2 separate regions of the Mus musculus genome follow, and region 1 is linked to region 2. A link is a contact called in public Hi-C data. All regions are on one chromosome and are shown on one strand. The core of a region is the stretch at or near the end of the contact, and the rest is flanking DNA. Distances in the headings are between cores, read along the strand shown. Region 1 holds the start of Wbp4 (WW domain binding protein 4). Region 2 holds the start of Tpt1 (tumor protein, translationally-controlled 1).

Region 1 (4,987 bases), core at 1,226-3,725, 3.6 Mb before region 2:
TGCAGTATGCCCACCGGCGATCACTTACTCTTCCATCTATGATAACACAGGCTTTATTCAGCACCGGTCAAATACTTGCAAAAATTAAACAAAGCAGGGATAGGAGTCCTTTCTTCCAAATCTAGAACAAAGTGCCTGGTTCTAACCTATCTACACTCTGTGGAGAATGTGCTGCTCTGGAGAACCTAGGCGGCTGCTCGAGAGGTTCGAAGCATTTGTTGCTCCTGCGGAAATGAAGGCTTGATTCCCCAGCACCCAAATAGGGAGGCCCACAACCACCCATTGCTCCAATTTCCAGGATCTGGCCTGTTCTGACCTCCCTGGGCACCAGGCACACAGGTGGCACACAGGAAGGCAAACATTCATAAACATAAGGAATTGTAATTAACTTAAAAAAAAAAATCGAGTCTGGTGCCATAAGCCTGTGACCTGAGCACTGAAGAGGCAGGAGGTGCAAGAGCAAAGGAGATCTTCATCACCGCAGAGACTTTGAGGCTACCCTGGGGTACGTGAGACTGAGATGAGGTCTGAACAGACTCACCTTACCCTCAGGCCCACTGCTGAGAGGCAGAAGCAGGAGGACCATAAACCTCAGCAGCTCCGGCTCCTAGTGAGTTCTAGGCTATCTCGAGCCACACGGAGAAACTATCGTAGTAATATAATGATGGTGACACGCTTACGGCTCTAAAGCTAGAAGACACCACTACACTCAGGTCAAAGACCTTCGCACGATCCCATAGCTAAGGACTGGAGGCCAAAGGGATTCTATCCAGCCACTACCCACCTACCTAAAGCGCCTGCTGTTCAGCAGGCACCTCAAAACATCTGGAGGTGGGGGGTGGGGAACCTGACATGCATAAGGACTTGTGTTAATGTTTTAAATATTCGCTAAAGGAGTTTTCTAGGTTTAATTTTTACGAGGAAAGGCTCATTAATCCCTAATCGCATAGATCACATTAACAGCTATTTTCAAACTCAGCTGTGCCAGTTAAGGCTATAAAATATTGTTGGGAACACACAAACAACCAAAACTTCTGCTCAGTAATGGTTTTGACCAGAAACTCATCCGCCGGAGTCAGTTTTTCCTTATTTGTGCCCAAAGGCCCAACAGACTAAACATTACAGCTGCCCCAATTTTCTAATTTCAACTTGCATTTATGATAACGCTTTTGTTTCGTGTACGGCGCTCAGGCTGCTGACACAGCTGGGCCGCTTCTTTGTAATAAACACAGGGCTTCTATATTTAAAAGTACAGTGCAACTTTGTTGTAACATCCCCTCCCCAGTCTCCGGGCTAATTTTCTGTCTTCCAAGCTCCACCTCCATCCCATGATTTTTTTTTTTTTTTAAATCAGTGACGCTCCAAACAGCCTCCGGGAAAGCCGGCTCTGTTCTTTCAAGACATCTCATCCCAGTGGTATTTTTCTTCTCCGCAGTTTGCCGTGTGTTTGAAGAGGAAAGGGGAGTTAGAAGGAAAATAAGAGACATTCTGCAAAAGCCTTGAGGCGAGGGTTGCTGGGGGGGGGGGGGAGCGGTGGACCGGGCTCGGGTGCACGCGGCGGGGGTCCTAGAGCCCAGCCGGCGACAAGGGATCGGCGGGGGTCTGGCGATAGGGAGCAGCGGGGTGGTCTCCAGCCGCTGTTGACAGTAACTGGAGCGCAGCGGGCACGCCCCGGCCCGCCGAGTAGGAAGGGGGCGGCGGAGCAGGGTGTGGGCCGAGGGGGCACCCGGGCGGGGGGAGATAAGGCGAGGCCCAAGTTAATCATCACCTCCCGAGCGCCTGGAAAAGTACGGGCTGAGGGCGGGGTACAGCCGCGGGGAAAGCGAAACTCCTCTCGCAGCGGGCCCGAGAGCGGCCGCCGCGCTCCTCCGGCCTCCGAGAGCCAAGCTCCCATCCACGGGAGCAACTACACTGCCTGCTCCCAAACTCACCCCGAACACGGCTGCAGAAGTCAGCCAGAGCCACTAAGCAAGTAAACTCAACTAGAGCAAAAAGTGACACTGTTCCCATACCGGGAGTCGAACCCGGGCCGCCTGGGTGAAAACCAGGAATCCTAACCGCTAGACCATATGGGAAGTGCTGCTACAAGCACTGCTGTGACCCACCTGACTAGCGTCAGCGCCGCTACCACTCAGCCACTCTGCTGCAACTCGCGCCGCCGAAGCCGCCCCCGCGGCCGCTGCCCCACGCGCGGGCACGAGCCCGGCGGAGCGCGCGGGCGTGGCGGGGGGGAGGAGCGGGGCCGGTGCGCGCCCCTGGAAAGTTCTGAGCCGAAGCCGGGCGCCCCGTGCGCTCCCGGAACGGGCGGCTGCGCCTTTCTTTCTCAGCCGTCAGGTCCCGGGCTGCTCCCCGGTCACAGAGCGGGCGGGCAAGCCGGCAAAGCCGAGGGCGGCGCCGGCTGTGGGAACGGCGGCGTGCGGCCGGGGCTGGGGGGAGGCGATCGAGCCTCTCGGCTGCGAGCCAGCTCGGGAGTGGAGGTTCTGGATCCCGGGAGGCGTGAGGACCGCGGGATGGAGCCTGGGTCGGACGCTCGGGGCCCGCGGCTCCGGTCCCGTCGCGCTTTCGTCCCTTCTGGGTGACCTCAACCCCTTTATACCGACCCCACCTCTCAGGCGCCGCGAGTACCGCCCCGTGGGGGAGGGGAAGAGGCGGTGACAACCGCGCGCGCGGGTTGGGCCGTCGCGGCCGCCGTAGTCCACCCGTGGAAACGCCGTACCCGGGGGGGACGCCGAGACCGAGAGGTCCTGGCTTGAGCCACCGGCGGACATCAGTGAGCGGGATCGCGGGCTGCCCGCGGAGCTGCCGCCGTCATGTGAGTCGGGTCGGGTCGGGTCGGGCTTGCGCCGCCAGGCGCCCGCGAGTGGCCTCCTCCCGCCCCTCCGCTCGCCCGGGGCCGCCCGACCTGCGGGGCCGGTTCTCTCGGAGACGCGGCCGCCCTCTAGGCAGGAGCCGGGGACTCGGGTGCCGCCCCCGCCCGCCCGCCGGGGCCCGGGCCCGGGGCCGGGGTGGCGCTGCGGCCTCAGACGTCCAGGGGCTTTTCCCAGCCTCGCGTCCCCAGAACGAATGAATTAGCTAGAAGGGCACGGGAAAGAGAAATACTTTGAGACTTCTTCATCTCGGTGCAGTGTGATTTACCTTCACCGGAGAGCAGTTTTCCACGGACTTTAGCTTTACATAAATAATACAACTGCTTTGCTAAGACAGAAGTCCGAAAACAGCCTTATATCCCATTTTTTAACAACTGTAAAAATTCCTTTCAATTTTTGGATAAGCTTAGAGTTGTTTTTATCTTTTCAGGGCCGACTACTGGAAGTCACAACCAAAGAAATTCTGTGATTACTGCAAGTGCTGGATAGCAGACAATAGGCCTGTATGAAATTTTTATTAAAATATTCACGTGATGTGTTGTTTTTTTGACTTTAGTGTGTATAAGCCACTTTCGTGTATAGTGCTCTTTATTCTTCAAAACCTAAAAAGGTTTCTTTTGTTTGATTCCTCTTATGAAAGCTATAGCCTTCTCCTTTTCATCAATCTGACTTTGATTTTAAGGCCAAATTATTTCTGGGGACTTTGAGGAAATGGACAGTGAGTGGGATAATCTTGTTTATGGAATACCTGCCCCTTAAAAAGGAATATTGTAGTTTTTCCTGTTCTCCACAGGAAGGAGAACAGCATTATTCCCTGGTGAGATACAAAGGGAGCAGCTGTAATATACCTTATGCTGAAAGCCTTGAGCCCACTATTTTTGCAAGGGGGTTGGGGGCGGTGATTTTTCAAGACAGGGTTTCCAGACAGCAACTCACTCTGTAGACCAGGCTAGCCCGCAGCCCACAGAGATCTACTTGGCTTTGCTTCCCAAGTGCTGGCAAAAAAGGTGTGTACCATGGCTAGACTCCTAGATCCAACTTTTTGTTTGTTTGTTTGTTTTTTTGTTTTTCAAGACAGGGTTTCTCTGTATAGCCCTGGCTGTCCTGAAACTCAGGCTATTGTAGACCAGGCTGACCTCGCGGAGTGCTGGGATTAAAGGTGTGCACCACCACTTAGATCCAACTTTTAAAGCATAAAGTAAGACGTCAGCTGGCTTTCTTCCCTCTTAGACATTCTACAATCAGACAAGCTACTGTATCAAAAGCTGTGGGCTATGGGGACTGGAGAGATGGCTTCACAGTCAGTAACAACTCCTGCTCTTGCAGAGGGTTGAGGTTCAGTTCCCAGTACCCACATGGCAGTTCGACACTACCTGTAACTCCAGTTTCAGGGTGTCCGACAGCCTCTTCTGACCTCCATTAGCGGCTATGCTCATGTCCTTACACACTCACAGGGGCGTAGACCCAGAAAATACGTTTTGAAAAACTACAGGGTCAGCAAGGGCAGAGGTGGTTCCCATCTTTAATCCCAGTATCCAGAGGCTATTAAGCAGATCTCCGAGCTCAAGGGCCGCTTGTTCTACAGAGTGAGTTCAAGGACAGCCAGATCTACGCAGAGAGATCCTGTCTTGAAAAAGCAAACCCTATAGTGTCTTGCATATACATAACGTATTACTTGGCAGAACTATTGTACACCACGGAATGATGCCATATTTTGTGCTACAGTCTGCCATTACACACTACTAAATCATCTTAGGCTTTGAGAGGAGTTTTGCTCTTCCCTTTGGCTTTGCTAGTAGGTGCTAAAGATTGTGCATATTTTATTTGGCTTAGGCTAATCCCTACCAAAACTGCCATGAGATTTTAAAACCACATAAATTGAAAAAAATATCCCAGGAGGTACCTATGCAATAAAATAACTTTAATGAGTTATGAAAATAAATTATCTTTCTAGAGGTCTGTGTGCATCTCCCTACATATCTAGTAATTTATTAGTGAAAACTATTTAATTTTGAATGGTGCTTTAATACAGTATTCTTTGTGTGGTATAATCAGCTGTAAGTAACTCGGTATAGGAACAATAGAGACAACTGTTTGCCTTACAAACTCTAGCTTTAAAG
Region 2 (5,457 bases), core at 1,461-3,960:
GCATCCTAGTGCAAACCAGAAGAACAACCACAAACTGTTCGAGGTCTATCAGTGGATGCAGACCCTCACCGAGTTGGCAGCACTCACCCATCTTCCTGCCCACTCCAGTGCTCTACTGACAAACACCAGCTGTTGTCTGAATAACACTCCTACCCCACTGTCCCAGGCGGTCACCCACTTTCTCCAGTACATCTCTAAACTCACCTTCTACTGTGCTTACAAAAAAAGCCTCCAAAATCTAGGACAAGGAACACTGTCTCCACCAGTCCCTTATAAAACAGACATTTCTGTATTCCTTCTTACTGACCTCAGTAAACACTGAAACATCCTATTGCATGTAATATGAAATGGACTTGAACTACCGTGGGGCAGAGACCACACTCATTCTACGTGAGTTTATCCCAGGCCAGTGTCAAACTACTTACACACATGACCCTGAGCACTCTAGCAAGCCAGCTAATCTCATCTTCAAGCCCCTTTCATGTTCAAGGCTCTACTCTCCCACAGGATAAAGATCTCACAATCTACAAGGCCTGCCACCTGCAGATGGCAAAGAATCACTGCTGCACTCCCTGTCTTGACACTACTAATTTAAAGATACTTACACATTTCTCCATCTCTAAGCCATCCTTAAAGAAAATCATGAATGGAGTCACACCATCTTCACGGTAGTCCAGGAGAGCAACCATACCATCTGGATTCATGTTTTCACCAATAAAAAACTTAAGAAACACGTAACAAAAACCTACAATTAGACTATCTTATACACACAAATATAAAATCAAACTATAAAAAGCAGATCCAGAATAACCCCTGGCCAAAATTTGGCAAGAAAAACCCCTAGTTCTCAAAAATAACACATATGCTAGCCATGTTGGCACACACCTTTAATCCCAGCAATTAAGAGGCACTGGCAGGTAGACCTCTGGGTTCAAGGCTAGTCTGGTCTACAGATAACAGTCTCAATGAAAAGAAAGCAATGCCTATCATTTTAATACCAGCTCCTTGCCTGGTGTGGTGCTACACAAAATGGGCTGAGACTTTCATCTCAGAAGGCTGAGGTAACTGGGTCTAAGGGTGTTCCAGGACAGCCAGAGCCATGTACGAGACAGCAAACAGACTTTTTCGGATCCCACAGTTATTATACAACCCTTTGGTCCATTTACCTGGTAGTTATTGAAATTAGCAAGGATGTGCTTAATCTGCTCTGCAGCTCCAGTCATAAAAGGCTTTACTCTTTCTGGTTTCTGCTCTTCAAGTTTGCCTTTGAGTCTAAAACAGTAAAGTAACAGGTCATCAAAATACTGAATAATCTTTCAGTAAAGTAAGAATATAAGCTCCAATAGGTAATGTCTTCTAGCAAAATGATAGTTTACTAGGTGACAAGAAACCATTTAAAAGAATGTAATTCCTATATTACCTTTAAAGTAACTTTCTACCGGCTTGCTCACATTATTGAAAATCAACCTTCACTGTATAACAAAAGACCCTCCTTTCTTAAGCCCTTCCTACCTAAGCAACCAACTTCTTCTAGGAAGCTGACCACCAAAACGGGGTGTTTATGTCACTTACGATTTCATGTAGTCTTTGATGTACTTTTTGTAAGCCTCTTTTGTGAAGCTGGTTTCTTGTAAGTGATGGTTCATGACAATGTCAACACCGGTGACTACTGTGCTTTCGGTACCTTCGCCCTCCGGACCTTCAGCGGAAGCATTTCCACCGATGAGCGAGTCATCGATGGCACCCTCTGTTCTACTGACCATCTACATTTAGAAGAAAACAAAACAAAACAAAAAGACAATACAACTTAGTCGAAGGGGCAAAAAAAAAAAAAAAAAAAGAAAAAAAGAGAAAAAAAAAAAAAGGTCCGGCAACGATCAGTCAGCTCCCTGAAACATCTTAACCTCCCCCCAAATAGTCGCTGCCCGGACTGAGAGAGGTGGTCACTCTCATCAAGCGGAACCAAGTTGCTGTGGCCTCTCTCGAGTCGCCACGGGTTAAGCGCGCACAGCGCAAACCTGTCTTATAGACAATATGTCCCCGTTCGCCCGGAAAGAGGATGGCGCTGAGTTCGCGGACCTATTTCCAGGCTCGGCTCCGCCTCCACTTTTCTAGAAAAACCCAAGGTCCGCAAGAGCGTCTCCTCCGCCTGGAGGCGGCAGCGAGGATTGCACGAGTTCCAGCGGCCTCCCCGCGGCGCCCAGCCCAGCCCGGCCCGGCTCGGCCGACCCGGCAGGCAGGCGGCCAGCCTCCCCGCGCGCGGCGCCCCGCTCACCTTGCCCTCCACCTCCAGGCACAGCCCGTCCGCGATCTCCCGGATCTTGTAGATGTCGGAGAACAGCTCGTCATCTGAAAGCGAACAGAGAGAGCCGCCCGTGAGCGAGCGAAGGCCCGCCATTTCCCGCGCCGGGCTCGGCGCACGCGGCGGCTCCCGGCCCAAGCTCTGCGCTCGTGTCCCCGGCCTCCCCGGTGCCCACCCGCACCCAGGCCCGCGGGCGCCGGGACTTACGGCTGATGAGGTCCCGGTAGATGATCATGGTGACGGCTGGGGACGGCGGCGCTAGCCTGACAGCGCGGAAGCGAGCGCGGTGCAGCCGGAGCGGCGCGCGGGGGGAGGGGGGAGCGGGCGGAAAAGGCCGACGCGGGCGCTCCCCAACCTCATATAGAGGGCACGCTCGGCTACGTCACCGTCCGCGGCTCCCCCGGAACTGTCGTCAGCGGTGACGTGAACGCAGGGCGGTGCGGGGGCGTGGCTACGCCCGGCCGGCCCCGGGAGGGCATCCGGGGACTCTGCTGGGACACAATGCGGAGTGCCCCTGGGTGCGCGGGGCAACGGGGGCGGTGTGCGGATAGTGCGCCCGGGGCATGCTGGGACGGGAAGGGACTTGCGGCCGACCGATGGCCGGACGCTTGAGTCGCCGCCCGGGCGTGGCCAGGGTGTGACTGCGCCCCGCCTCCCGCCACGCCGCTTCAGTTCCCACCCCTTTCTCGGAAAGAAAATGTCAGCAGAATCGGATGACTGTTGTCGGGCGCGCCGCTGAGCCTGCGGGGACTACGGGGATGGCGCCGGGCTGGTGTCCCGGGTCTCCGACCTCCGGTCCTTGGCTGCCCACAGACTGCACCGGTTTTGCTCGCGGAGGGAGATGTCCTGGGGACTGGTCCTCTAGTGGGTTCCGAAAGTGAAAGCCTGCGGTGGGTCTGGCCGGACAGCTCTTCGCTGGCCTGTTCTGCTCTTGGTCGCAAACGGTGTCCTTTGTTAGGACAGTTCTGTATTGTCACTTTTATCCCTTTTATTCCTGGCGATGCAGGACTAAACAGACCCAAAATAAGGAGCTTCCCACTTGCCCGGGTCACTTGAAGGGCTTTCGCATCCACCACGAAGTACAACATACAACTTCCGAGACCCACCGTTCAGGTAAACATGTATGGCAGGATGAAATCACAGTTTCTTCCCTTCCAGATTTGGTTATAGTCCGTTGTAACCCTAGTGTTGCAATTTTCTCGCTTAAGAAGGACATAGCCAGCCCTGCCTGCCCTCGGACAGAAGGTTAGGTTAGTATGTCAAAGGAGAAGGCAGTTCACACTAACAAAGTGTTACAAGCACAGAGTAAACCATTCAGGAATAAAACTCTAGCCAAAGAGCAGAAGAAAAACCGTCCACTTAAGATGCGGTGGTCTGCTGCTTTCCTAGATACTCTAAAGGACACGGGGTAACAGTAAAAAAGTGAAGGACATCAGAAAACGTAGACATAGAACCGAGGGGCTATGACTTAGCAGTCTCAAAACTCAGTTATTTCTGAGTTATGTGAATCTTATTTGCACATCCCAGGTATTCATTTTCAAATTATTCAAAAATGCTCATTTACATAGATCCCCAAACATATTCTTTTTGGATTTTTCTGTTATTTTCTCCAGTTTTATGCCCAAATGTATTTTTTTAACATCATTAAAAATTTTTTTTTGTTTTTGTTTTTTCGAGACAGGGTTTCTCTGTATAGTCCTGGCTGTCCTGGAACTCACTTTATAGACCAGACTGGCCTTGAACTCAGAAATCCGCCTGCCTCTGCCTCCCAAGTGCTGGGATTAAAGATGTGCACCACCACCGTCCGGCTCATTGAAGAATTAAAAAACAAAAAAAAACAAAAAAAAAAAACAAAAAAAAAAACAAAACCATGGTGAAAGAGAGCTGAAGATTTGAAGCTAAGCAGTGCTGGCATCTTGTCTGTGTTACCAGTCCCACGATCTCAGGAAGTTCACCCTCTTTGAGCTTTAGTATGAAATGGAATTTCTGTGAATTTAATAAGATGAGTGAGAGGCTGACATACTTAACAGGTGATAAATAATATGTGGGATATGTATGCAATTCCCGATTTTTTTTCATAATATTCCTGAAGTTATTACTGTCAGGTCCAAAAGCCTTTTGTTCAGTTAACCTCTCCTCTCACCTCCTCTGCTTGCATAGCCCAAACCAGTCTTGAACTGATTTCGGAGGCCAGACAGGCCTGGAAATCAAAATTCTCCTGCCTTAGCTTCAATAGGGCTAGGATTACAGGTGTGAGCCAACCATTCTTATCTCAGAATACCATTAATAGTGAGAAAAGCCTTACAGGCTGGAGTAGAAAGTATCACTCAGGATGTGGTCTCGTGATTAGAACATAGGTGAATTTGGAACACTCCTTGGGTCAGAAAATGGATAAAGAACCAGGCAACCTGGACTATTCCTTTGAGAAAATGTGATATTCTCTCATTCTCCCGCCCCCCCCCCCGCCCCCCACATCTGCTTTCTCAGTCCTGGGACAAAGACATGCATAGCATCTGACACCACAGTGCTTTTTAAATCAAGGTTGAGAAAACTAAGTGACTAGTGAGTAACTATGAAAATGAATGAAGGGGAGGACTAGCTGTATTGCAGCACACATAATCCCAGGGATGCAGAGGTGAAGACCAGAGGAGCAGGAGTTTGAGGCCCTTTTCAGCCACACAAGTTCTAGACTATGTGAGAGCTTGTTTCAAAAATAAATAATTAAATAAATAATAAAAAAAATAGAATAGCATTTCTGTGATTATTCCCTTATTCTGAGAGTGCCTAATGACTCTGTTCAAATACACATTTTTGGGGGGTGGGGTTCGAGACAGGATTTCTCTGTGTAGCCCTGGATGTCCTGGAACTCACTTTGTAGACCAGGCTGGCCTTGAATTCAGAAATCCACCTACCTCTACCTCCCAAGTGCTGGGATTAAATGAGTTGGGCCAACACTGCCTGGCTCAAACTCTGAATGAAAAAAAAAAATACAGTGAATCCAGCTGGACATGGTGGTACTGCACTCCTTTAATTTCAGCACTAGGGAGGTAGAAGCAGGCAGAGCTGAGTTGAAGACCAACCTGATCTACACAGAAAAACCCTGTCTTGAAAAAACAAAGGAAAAAAAAAAAAGACACAGAAGACAATGGACCATA

The links. Hi-C and Micro-C count contacts between places; a contact is called where the count stands out from the background.
Region 1: a Hi-C map of muscle stem cells shows a contact between it and region 2, with 3 times the contacts expected there. The contact joins the promoter of Wbp4 here to the promoter of Tpt1 in region 2. A contact is called at or near these places in 1 of 39 promoter capture datasets (cranial neural crest) and 1 of 484 Hi-C or Micro-C datasets (muscle stem cells).

Annotation. Positions count from the first base shown.
Region 1 is chr14:79,478,756-79,483,742 of GRCm38.p6, reverse strand. Wbp4 (WW domain binding protein 4) reads left to right here and starts at 2,475. Exons shown (of 10, transcript NM_018765.3): 1 at 2,475-2,812; 2 at 3,298-3,370. The coding sequence starts at 2,811. Elf1 (E74-like factor 1) reads right to left here and starts at 2,549. Exons shown (of 9, transcript NM_007920.4): 1 at 2,106-2,549. It overlaps n-TEttc4 (a tRNA gene), which reads right to left and starts at 2,075; the gene lies at 2,004-2,075.
Region 2 is chr14:75,842,509-75,847,965 of GRCm38.p6, reverse strand. Tpt1 (tumor protein, translationally-controlled 1) reads right to left here and starts at 2,710. Exons shown (of 6, transcript NM_009429.3): 1 at 2,510-2,710; 2 at 2,276-2,349; 3 at 1,573-1,763; 4 at 1,167-1,272; 5 at 606-722. The coding sequence starts at 2,537. It overlaps Gm4285 (predicted gene 4285), which reads left to right and starts at 3,002. Exons shown (of 3, transcript NR_045294.1): 1 at 3,002-3,192; 2 at 3,309-3,415; 3 at 3,984-5,048. Snora31 (small nucleolar RNA, H/ACA box 31) reads right to left here and starts at 43; the gene lies at 1-43.